2 separate regions of the Danio rerio genome follow, and region 1 is linked to region 2. A link is a contact called in public Hi-C data. All regions are on one chromosome and are shown on one strand. Each heading gives the region's core, a stretch centred on a gene start, on an enhancer-like site or on the middle of the called end of the contact. The rest is flanking DNA. Distances are from core to core; before and after follow the strand shown. Region 1 has its middle 210 kb from the start of si:ch211-147m20.3. Region 2 has its middle 220 kb from the start of nr2f2.

Region 1 (6,039 bases), core at 40-2,539, 610 kb after region 2:
AAGTCAGAATTATTAGCCCTGCTGTCAATTTTTCTTTTTACCAATTTTTTCAACACATTTCTAAACATAATAGTTTTAATACATCATTTCTAACTGATTTATTTAAGCTTTGCCATGATGACAGTAAATAATATTTTACTAGATATTTTTCAAGACACTTTTATAACCCTTAAGTGACATTTAAAGTCTTAACTAGGTTAATTTGGTAAACTATGCAGGTTTGGGTAATTATGCAAGTTATTGCATAACAATGGTTTGTTTTGTATACTATCAAAAAATATATGTAGCTTAAAGGAGCTAATAATTGTGTCCTTAAAATGTTTTTTAAAAAATTAAAAACTGCTTTTACTGTAGTCAAAATAAAAAAATAAGACTTTCTTCTTACTACTGTAAAAATTACCTTGCTCTATAAAGCATCATTTGGGAAATATTAAAATAATAATAATAATAATAATAATAATAATAAAAAATCAAATGGGGGCTAATAATTCTGACTTCAACTGTATGTGTTTATTTATATTTATAGATTTGCATTTATTTTAACAAACACAAATCTGCATAATATGCCACTCCCACCCCCCTCATAAATATGTTATTCTTTAATGAAAATAAAACATCCATATTTTGATATTTGAAGAGTTCAGAAGCAAAAACCTCTAAAAGTGCCATCTGAAATTCTCTTCTAAAATTAGCTTAGCATCCTATATGATTATATCCAGTAATTTACTTTAAAAGGTAATAAAAGTAAACTTTGCTATAAAAGTAAAATATACTGAACCTACACAGTCTCATAAAAAACAACAGGATAAAATAGATTAAAATTTCATGTCACTTTTTTGTTAACAAAAGGTATTTGAAAGTATTAAAATGCTATTTGCATTTAATATGCTTTCTATGTAAATGAAAGACATTTTGTACATTTATTTTTAATGCAAACTCCACAGAAAGAAAAGTAATAAAGAAAAAAGGTTAAAAAAAATCTAACACAAAAATAAAACCACAAAAAGCCTTCCTACAGTGCATTGTGTTTGAGCAAGCCAAAAGATGAACAATAATGGAGCTTAAAGCGGCTAATCTCCGAACACACGGTGCATGTGTTCATCCAACATCTATACCTCCATTCATTCTCAAACTCTACATACTAGCCACAGAGGAGCAGTTTGATGCACATCTAGCGGTGTGCTATTTTTATTATTCAAACTGTCCACAGAATCAAGCCTTCGTGTCTTGCAAGCCGCTTTCACAGCAGGGAACAATGAGTGGTGAAAGTGGACGGAGGATCTACAGTATCACTGCTCCCCCTGGTGTGCAGGAACGGGACGGTCGGACGGGTCACAGTTCGCAGAGGGGCGTTTGTGAACCCAGCTGGCTTTAAGATGGCTGGGTGAAAACTGGGAGACACTAATTCTGCTCAATGAATCCAATTAGACTGTCTCACCCATTTGGAGGAATATGTGTCTGCTCTTCCATTATCCAATCTTTCACACTGGACATGCCTTGTTATTGTTCATGCATGGTTATTTTGTGTGTGTGTGTGTGTGTGTGTGTGTGAAATGCAGTTTTTTATTATAAAAAAAAAGCCAGCAGTGCAAATTATTGGTTGTTTTCAGAGGATTATATATATATATATATATATATATATATATATATATATATATATATATATATATATATATATATATATATATATATATATATATATATATATTTTTTTTTTTTTTTTTGTCATATTAATGCAATCGCACTTTGCATGTGCAGTTATATTTATTTTAATATTTACTAATTTCGCAAACACTAATAAATGCTACCTGGCAGAAATGGAAATATTTATGTTTGTTTGTTTGCTTATATATAATATAATAAATAAATATATTAATGTTTTATTGTCATTACTACTTTAAAAAAAAGTTAAATAACAAATAAATAAAAAATAATAAAAAAAAACATTGTGCTGGGACAAAAGAAAGAAAAATATATATAAAAGAACAGGAATAATAAAAATAATAATCAATAAAGTAAATTAATATTAAATAAACAAAAAATACATATGAAATAAAGCATTTATTTTATTTCATTTTATGTATAGTCGGCAAAATAAAAAAGAATAAAAATAACTAAATAAAAAAGAAATAATAATAATAATATATCACCAGCAAAGATAACATTTTTGTTTTCTTTTCAATTATCAAATCCTAGATGAAAGCCATCAGTTTCTCTCACAGCATACATACATGAAAAGCAAAGGCTGTGAATCACATAAGACTGCCATTATGAGTCATTAGCAAGCCTTATGCTTTAAACCCCATTCAGGGACTGCAAGCAGGAGACTTAAACATGCCAGGCCGCTCCGTCCCTAAAGGGTTAAATGCACATGTGCGCTAACCCTCACACACATACACACACTGCCATCCTGAAAGCGCACTAGGCTGGCTGTGCATACAGATGCACTCATCATAATTCATTTAAGCCCATAATTCTCAGCAGGCTAATGCCCCACCAAAGACCCTCAACATCCTTAAAGAGTTAAATCATCACTTTGGGGAAGAACAGAGGAATGGAGAGGGAGAGAGAATATATGTGTGTGTGTGTGTAGTCCATAGTCCAAAAATTTTATATATATATGTATATATATCAGTCAGAATTATTAGCCTCCTGTTTTATTAGGCCCCTGTATATTTTCCCTCAATTCCTTTTTAATGGAAGATTTTCTTTCACGAAAGTTTAAATAACTAATTTTTAAGAACTGAATCTCTCTTATCATTGCTATGATGACAGTACATAATAGTTTACTAAATTTTTCAGGATAGTATTCAGCTTAAAGTGCAATTTAAAGGCTTAACTAGGTTAATTAGGTTGATTTGGCAAGTAAGGTTTATTAGGTAAGTCATTGTATATGTGGTTTGTTCTGTAGACAAGTGAAAAACAAATAAACAAACAAACCCCCAAAAAAAACGGCTTAAGATGGCTAACATTATTAACCTAAAAATGGCTATTAAAAAAAAATAAAACTACTTTTATTCTAGCCAAAATAAAAACAAATATTTTTTTTACAGAAGAAAAAATATAGGAAATACTGTGAAAAAAAAATTGCTCTGTTAAACATCATTTGGAAAATATTTGAAAAAGAAAAGAAAATTCACAAGAGGGCTAATAATTTTAACTTTGTCTGTATAGACAGTTAAACAAACAATAAAGAAACATTTTAAAAAAATAAATAAATAAATACTTTTTTTGTCATTTGTAAATTATTATAAAAATACTCTCTGTTTGTGTGTGTGTGTGACTTTTCAAGGATGACTGGAAGTGCTTGGACCAGTCCCTTCAGTCAAGTATGTTGCCATGCGAGGGATTAGCGTGTGTGAAGCTCCAGGTCTTGACCTGCAAGCCTGGAAGCCAGTCTGAAACCTGACCCCAGACCAGGTGTGTGCCTTCGGGTCGAGAGGTTGGGAAAGCACGCAACTAAAGACAGCTCGTCCATAAAAGACATACTGCTCCAATTAAATCTATTCCAACCATTTCAAAACACCAGGCGTGAGCTCTGTAAACTTAAGCTGGAGCGTAACTGCACATTAAACACTACTACTGCACATTTGAAACTAAACACTCCAGTTGGATAATACAGTTCCGCTTTTGGTGTTTGCATCAAATAAAGTTCATAAAATCTTTTATAAAGTAACTACAAAGAAGTGTGCTGCCTACTGTTATGTTTTGAATAAAGCACATACAAATCTAATGGTAAACTAGATGAGAGAATTATGTTCTAGTATAACATAAATTATACTATTACATCTTAATGTAATACCAAGTTGTTGGAGAATAGTAGAAAATAATACATATGCAATTGTTATATCCACTGCTATTATTTAAATATAAGCATCTTTTAATACAGTGGCTGCATTTTAAACCTACTACTCAGGTACAGACGACCACACGACCATTAGAAAAGTGTGTTCTATAAAATAATGTGAGTATTATGAATGGAATTGAGACATACTACTGCAGTTTACTGCAGTATAGCTGCAGTTGAAATCAGAATTATTGAACCCCCTTTGAATCTTTTTTCTTTTTTAAATATTCCCCAAATGATGTTGTAACAAGGTAATTTTCACAATAGAGAAAGTCTTATTTGTTTTATTTTGGCTAAAATAAAAGCAGTTCAAATTTGTTTAAAAACCATTTTAAGGTCAAAATTATTAGCCCCTTTAAGCTATATATTTTTTTCGATATACTACATAACAAACCATTGTTATACAATAACTTGCCTAATTACCCTAACCTGCCCAGTTAACCTAATTAACCTAGTTAAACCTTTAAATGCCACTTTAAGCTGTATAGAAGTGTCTTGAAAAGTATCTAGTCAAATATTATTTACTGTCATCATGGCAAAGATAAAATAAATCAGTTATTAGAAATTAGTTATTAAAACTATTATGTTTAGAAATGTGCTGAAAAAAATATGCTCTCTGTTAAACAGAAATTGAGGAAAAAATAAACAGGGGGCTATTAATTTAGGGGGTTTAATAATTCTGACTTTAACTTTATAGAAAGGCTCTAAAATCTACCAGGGCTGAGCACCTCCGCAAACTGATAGAAAATAACCATAACAATCCTAGATTTTTATTTACACTATTGCTCCTTTAATGCTTTACATGTTTATTTCTATGTTTGTTTTCAATGTATCCATAATCCTGGACCAGGCCATATCCTGAGCTGATGCTGCGGCGGTCATGGAGGTGCGGAGAGCATAAGACTGATTAATGAAAGATCTCAGTGACAGGTGAGTCTTTGCATTGATTCAATAGGCCAACTTGATCACCTGCCGGTGATATCCACACATGGAGTTCTCCACGATGGACGTCCAGCTTTCTCCAACCTCTGACGCCTAGACTGTAGTACTGCACAAAAAGTTTGGCCAGAGAAAAAATGGTTGTGCCTAACTAAGCCTTGTTTCTCTCAAGGTTTTTTTCTTTCACTTTCGTCAATTGGTGAAGTTTTGTTCCTTGTCACTGTTGATACTTGCTTGCTTGGTTGTGGCACATTGATGGTTTGCTCCTGAGTGATTGGACTTTCAGTAGTGAAAATTAAACCATACTGAACTAAACTGAAATTCAACTGTGAATACTGGATTGACAGTTTTAATTTACTAGAACTTCTATGTTTAGCTGCTTTGACACAATCTACATTGTACATGAGCTATAGTAATAAAGATGAATTGAACCTAATTGAATAACATATACAAAAAATACAGTAAATATGCACATACAGTATGCAGTGTTTAAAGTACATTGCAAGGACCACATAATCCAATCCAATTTTAGCTGTAGAAATTAAAGCCAAATTTACAGCATAAATAATATTTAATCAAAAATGTTCAGTTAATTATTCCTGCTGACCAGATGTGAGCTCTGTAAACTTAAACTCCAGCATAACTGCGCATTAAATGCTTCTCTTGCACAAGTGCACCTAAAACCTCCAAAGGTCACGAATGTGCGGCCATAAAGGGAAACGGTGGATAAATTAAATGCCAACATCACACATTCTCCAAGAAAAAAAAAAAAAAAAAACAGCAAGACTTTGCTTTTAGTTTCAAAATAATTTACTGCGTCTTTAAAAAGCTCTGTCATCTGCAGCCGGAGACCCATAACTGTCGCCAGAGTCGATCATTTACCCAGAGATCTCTTAAGTGTGAGGTGCTAATGGGACGGAGCCGTGCGAAACAGAATGCGATGACTTACAGTACATCTAACACTACGTCTTATTTAGAAGTGGAGGTTCAGAGGGGAGCGAGGCCAGTATCATATCATAACACATTAAGTCGACTGCAGCAATTTAATTAAGCGTCCTGCTGTACATGAGCAGCGGTGGATGCTGACTGGAGGTCTCAAAACCCTCAAACACTGTGGGTCACAGATAGAAGGCAGCTACTGCATGCTTAAAATGAGGACAACTATTATCAGCATAAAAACAGCCTGCAGAAATGTATCGGTACTGACCATACTTTGTAAATAGAAGTACAATTGGAGTAAAGCTCAAAAAATT
Region 2 (5,627 bases), core at 2,194-4,693:
ATCGCTGACATATGCCGTCGCTAGTTTGGATCATAAAGGCTGCATCTAGATAATATTGAAAAAAGAGGAGCATTTTAGATATGACTTGATAAAAAAAAAAAAAAAACTAGATGTTTGCAAATTTCATTCATTGCTCATTTTCAGATGGTTTTCTAACAATGAGTGGGTACCCAGATTCAATTTTGTTTTTATGGCACACCTACAACAAAGGCTAAATTAAGAGTCTTTTCCACAACTCTACTAAAACTCTAAAGAGTTCAAAAGAGATTTCAGAAATGGCGACACCTAAAATTGCACAATTTTATTCATCGTCTTTTGGAAAACTCTTGAGATAATTGGGTCATTCTTCATAACTTACGAGTCTCAAGAAGCCATTACACACTAAACCAAAGATGGCTGATGAGTAATCAGAGGCCAGGCATGTGAGCATTTTACTAGAGTACTTGATTGGAGCTTGACTGATGGGAGAAGTTTAAGTTACAGCGACACACTGAGATGAAGTGGGTCATCAGTTTCTTATGGGCATCTTGATGTCGACGCGCGGGCATCCAGCACCGTATGGCATGGGGTGAGAGTTCAATCATGCAGTCGGGTCAATAGTGGCATTTCCATGGCCTCATTTTGAGTCTGGAGCGAAGAGTCACTTATTGTCTTTGATTTATGAATTTTTTTGTTACCTCTTGGATGGTCTGAGAGGTAAAAGTATTCCATTGCCACTACAGGCCAATCAGTTGTCTGATTAATGCAAGTCTATAGCATCTACATTCTATTTTAAATAGCAAATGCACTGGGTTTTTTATGCTCAGTGAATTCCATGTAAAAAACGAAACAAAAATCAGTACAGGTACTGTAGGATGGTATTTACATTTCTTTGTCTTCCTTTCTTTCTGTGTTTATGGCAAAACAATAAAGATGTCTGTGGGAAGTTATGCTGGAAGAACATTTTAGCAACAAAAAGTTGAAGTAGTGCAACTTGGCAAAGGCTCAAGAGAGTCTTCTACTCCTGGGACACTGTTCACTTGTCACATCAGAATGCTCTATTCCTTCAAGACACAAGCCGAGTGTGTCTGAACACTGAAGCTACCCAGGTAGCGGTGCTTTGTAATGATGCCAAATTGCTCTGCTGTTTGTACTTCCCCTTTGGGTATAGGCTGATGGTTCCACGCAGAGCAGACAGGCAAAACAAAGAATGCAATTTAAGGGCTACCTTGAAATGAATGGAGCTAATGAACCAGGGTTTCTACTTTTATTATTGCAATTTTTAAAATCACACGTGTTTGGTACCAACTAACGCTTGAGATGTGGTAAAACTGATTAGGCTATACTTTAATTTCTAATTGTTGATTGCCTAATTGAATATCTGTTTTTACATTTTAACAAAATGAAACGATCGTTACAAATGAAACCGCTATCAAAGTATGCGACATCAATGATCTCTAATTAACCAAAAAAAAAAAAAAAGTTTTGTCCATATTTTTGAACTTGTTTCAAGGGATTTTAAATAAATGATACTGGAGAGGTAGGTGTTCTATATAACCTGCTTTGAAAATATGGGTCTCGATCACAAAGCTGACAGCTTTTCAGCACGGCAAAAGAGCCAAAGAGTTCAGCTTAGTGAACTTAGAGTTTCCCAGCCAACGGGTACGCTATTGGGAGATGGGCAGAGGCATCTAAGAGCCAGCAAATTCAATTCAGAAGAACCCAGAAGGGATCGTGGTCTTGGGAGCTGTACAACAGGCAAGCTCCAGAGAAATACACTAATTGGGTCAAAATAGGTTGCCTTTTAAGTACTGTTCACTGCGCCTAAAGTCCAGCTTGTTTCTTATTTATTTATTGATTTATTTATTTTATTTTGTTATATGTGTATTTATACATATATCTGTATGTGCATTTATTTATTTATTTATTTATTTATTTATTTATTTATGTATTTACTGCGCACGAATATATTGCTTTATTGCTTTTAAAAGTTTGAGATGTTTTGATATTTTTGGTTAAAGTGGATAAAACTATTTATCAAAAAGAAAAGTAAACATTTCTGTAAACAAACATTTTGCACGGAATGTCACGTTGCGATAACAGAAGGGAGAAAAAACGTAAACAGAAATACACAAAACGGCGTAAACATGTTTGTGCGAGAAAAAAAAGAAAGGCCTGGAATTATTTCAACACAGAGAGACGTATAGGAACGACAATAATACTATATCATTATGGTAATGTTGCATGCTGATTCATATAAAGCCATGGAGAGGGGAGAGTTAATTAGAGAAGCTTGCCGACTCTGCACATTGTACTGACAAGCGGCAGAAATATGTGTCAGATTTAGAAACCTCTCTAACCTTTCCTGAAACATTCTCCCACCTAGTCGAGGAGTTTGTAGCTGCTAATTAAGGCTGATACTGATTTCTTGACTAGTTTGCCAACTGCATGCTAAATAGTTCAAAACCATGTGACGGTGATTTTTTAATCAATATAAAAAGAATAATTTCCAATAATTTTTACATCACAAACAAAAGCAATACAGATCAAAGAGAAATAAGAGAGAAATGGCCATTCAAACACACGCACACACACACGCTCGATAAATAAGAGTGTTTTGTAGATAAATTCGTGCATATAATAACCTGCAAACAATTAAGGTTTTGGTAATGCTTAGATAAATATTATGCTTTCCAGAAACACAATTACGAGAAAAAAAGTTTGCGTTCCTTTCCTGTATGGAACTGCCGCATACATGCCGGACCGCATGATCAAACTTATTATTAGTATTTAATGTAGCCTATATATTTTATAATATCATGCAGGCTAACTCACACAATTGATTTTTTTATCACAATAATAAATATATAAAACTATAATAGTAAAATGTAAATGGTAAAATAAACAAAGACAGAGGATGATAAAAAATAGGAATGGAAAACGAGTGTTGAAAAAATATTTTAGGAGGTTTACTCACTTTAATTGCAAGCTAAATATATTTTTATTTTATGCGTCACGTTTAATTTAATCAGATGTATTAAACTGTAAACACCTACCAATTTGTTAAATATATTTAGTTATTTTTAATTGTATTTAATATAGGCCTACTAAGATTTTATTATATATTAACTACTATGGTTTCAAGTTTGTCAGAATTAGATAAACCAAATTAATTATATATTTAAATATACCTTTAAAAACTGTAAGGATATTTTAATTTCTATACAGAGTTCAACATTCAATACACAGCAACTAAAATCCGGAGTTATTATGATTTACACATTATTGATGCAATAACGTTACAATAATAAAAAAAAAAAAATACTAATAACAATTTGAGAATTTAATAAGGCATTACCAAAACATTTTAAAAAAATCAATCTTACTCAAATGTCGCTTAACACACTAAAGTAGCCTACTTGACTCAAGGCAACTTTTGCTGCACCATAAGTTAAAGATAGATGGCGCTGCACCCAAGCTGTAGAGCACTGTCTTCTGCACCTTCGTTTCTGCCCGTGTGCTCCTCTTATTATCGGCACCAAAATTAACCTGTCAATTTCTCAGTCACCACCATCTTGAATCTCTCCCTCCTGCTCCGCGCCCTGCGTCCAACCGACTTAACTTTACAGATAACTGTGGGCGCGTGTTTGTTAGTATTGTGAATGAGTGTATTATCGCTTAAATGACCGCTATGAATCACTATAACGCTGTCTGGATTGCGATAAGACTCTCTCTCCTTCTCTCTCTCCCTCTCTCTCTCTCTCTCTCTCTCTCAGAGCATGTTGTCTGTTTATTCTTTTATAGGCTGGGGAAAAGAACATCTCTGTAACATCGCCAGGATCCAGTGTTTGCTGTCTGTTCTACAATACATTGTAATGGCACTGTCACAGGTTTTTCTTTCAATTTTTTTCTTTCATTTTTTTTTTTTTTTTTTTTTTGCCATATTAAGGCTCTAATTATGCGATAGAAAGTGAGCCGTTATTTATGAAACTAGAAAAGAAACACGGCGTCTGTTTTACACTGTAAAACATTGCGCTTAAGGCATAGGATAAACTATTATTATTATTATTATTATTATTATTATTATTATTATTATTGTTGTTGTTGTTGTTCTTGTTCTTGTTGTAGTTGTAAGTGACAAGTTGTTTAATGGACAAAGTCAAATCGCTTCATTTAATCTCTGTTATATTTTATTTTGATCAAAATAATTTCCTATTTTCTCTGGAGACTAGTAGCCTTTTTGAATCGCGGTTGAGCTGTGAAAACACACTGCTAAACACTTGTTAAAATTTGTATTGACAATTTCGCATTGTAATTGTTTTGCAAATACAATTCGTTTAATGTTTAAATAACACACCCTCACCAGATATGATCATAACAGCCGTTAATTTATTAGCGCTTTCCCCAGTACAATTCATATAATATAAAATCCGTTTAATACTGATTCAATAATATAATTAGTTCATTTTAAATATTTCCTGCTTTATTTTCTGATAATGAATAACCTCCTAACAGTAGCCTAATTGATTTGAAGCTCAATTATACATTTTATTAAATACGAGGAGAATCTAATAGACTACAAAGTGTGTATAATAAAAATGAGACGTTAAATGAGTAATACAAAAATATTAATCAATATAGCCAAGCATTAAACAAGTTTAGAAGCCTACTTTTAAAACTAACCTGTCCTGTTTAATTTTCCCATTGAAATGTATCCTAAATGTATAACACAATCTTAAAATTTCAAGAATATTTTATGGCCGAGCAGCAACAGTGTTCCAAACAGTTGAGAAGAAATAAAAGAGGTGTTTGTAAGCTCAGCGGGCCTCTGTAGTGCAATAAGCACAGGGAGCTTTTTATGTCTCTTAATGGCTAATAATGTGATAAGCTAGACTAGGCCCTTAAAAATCCCTACCAAGTGTAAATGCGACAGGGGGACCCCAATTGCCCCGGTTCATTCTGTTTTCTTTTTTTTTCCAGGTATTTTCCTTTTTCTCAGTTCAGGTTATTAGCCCTCCCATGACTGGAGCATATAAAAACAAGGGGGAGGGAGGTGAAAAGCACAAGATAGGTCTCCTGAAATGTGTGTCTCGAGTTTCTCCCTTTCTTTCTTTTTCTCTCTAATTCACTTTTTTTTTTTTTCAATTGTTGTTATTTGCAAATGGTTTTATTGTATAGAAGTGCCACAGAAGGAGGGGGCGCTAGCAAGGGTAGGATAGTGGTAGGTCTTTAAATTGACACACACACACACACACACACATGCAAAAAAAAGAAGAAAAAAGGAACACAACATCTGGTAATTAGTTTCAGCAAGCTTAGCCTAATGATGTAAGCAGATTATTTTCCAGCAGAAAGAGCTGGGTGGGGGAACTATACACATATTCTTTATTTAAAGAAGTCTTTAACATTTACGGACAGAGACTATTGCTTCGGGGGCCAAGAAGAAGTGAATGCGGTTTGTTATTGGGTGAGAGGTGGCGCTCCGTCCTGTGTCTCCTAATCACAAAGAGCAATGCACGACAGAACACTACTCCATAATCCAAAGCAGCCCAACTAGCACTCTGACATTTCTATTTATCGCAAGCTAGGCCCAAAAAAAGAGAGGCGATGACATTTGTGTACCCACCGTGGCTGTCGGTGGTTGGGGG

The links. A called contact is a pair of places that touch in the nucleus more often than the background predicts.
Region 1: a Hi-C map of an unstated tissue shows a contact between it and region 2, with 9 times the contacts expected there. The contact joins two enhancer-like sites. A contact is called at or near these places in 2 of 18 Hi-C or Micro-C datasets (embryo and an unstated tissue).

What each region holds. Positions count from the first base shown.
Region 1 is chr18:25,687,207-25,693,245 of GRCz12tu, forward strand. No RefSeq gene overlaps it. Among named protein-coding and RNA genes, the nearest start is that of si:ch211-147m20.3, 210 kb to the right of the region's middle. Within about 2 kb of position 1,290, at least 8 of the 62 cell types and tissues checked have an H3K27ac peak or open chromatin away from gene starts, as enhancers often do.
Region 2 is chr18:25,075,793-25,081,419 of GRCz12tu, forward strand. No RefSeq gene overlaps it. Among named protein-coding and RNA genes, the nearest start is that of nr2f2, 220 kb to the right of the region's middle. Within about 2 kb of position 3,444, at least 24 of the 62 cell types and tissues checked have an H3K27ac peak or open chromatin away from gene starts, as enhancers often do.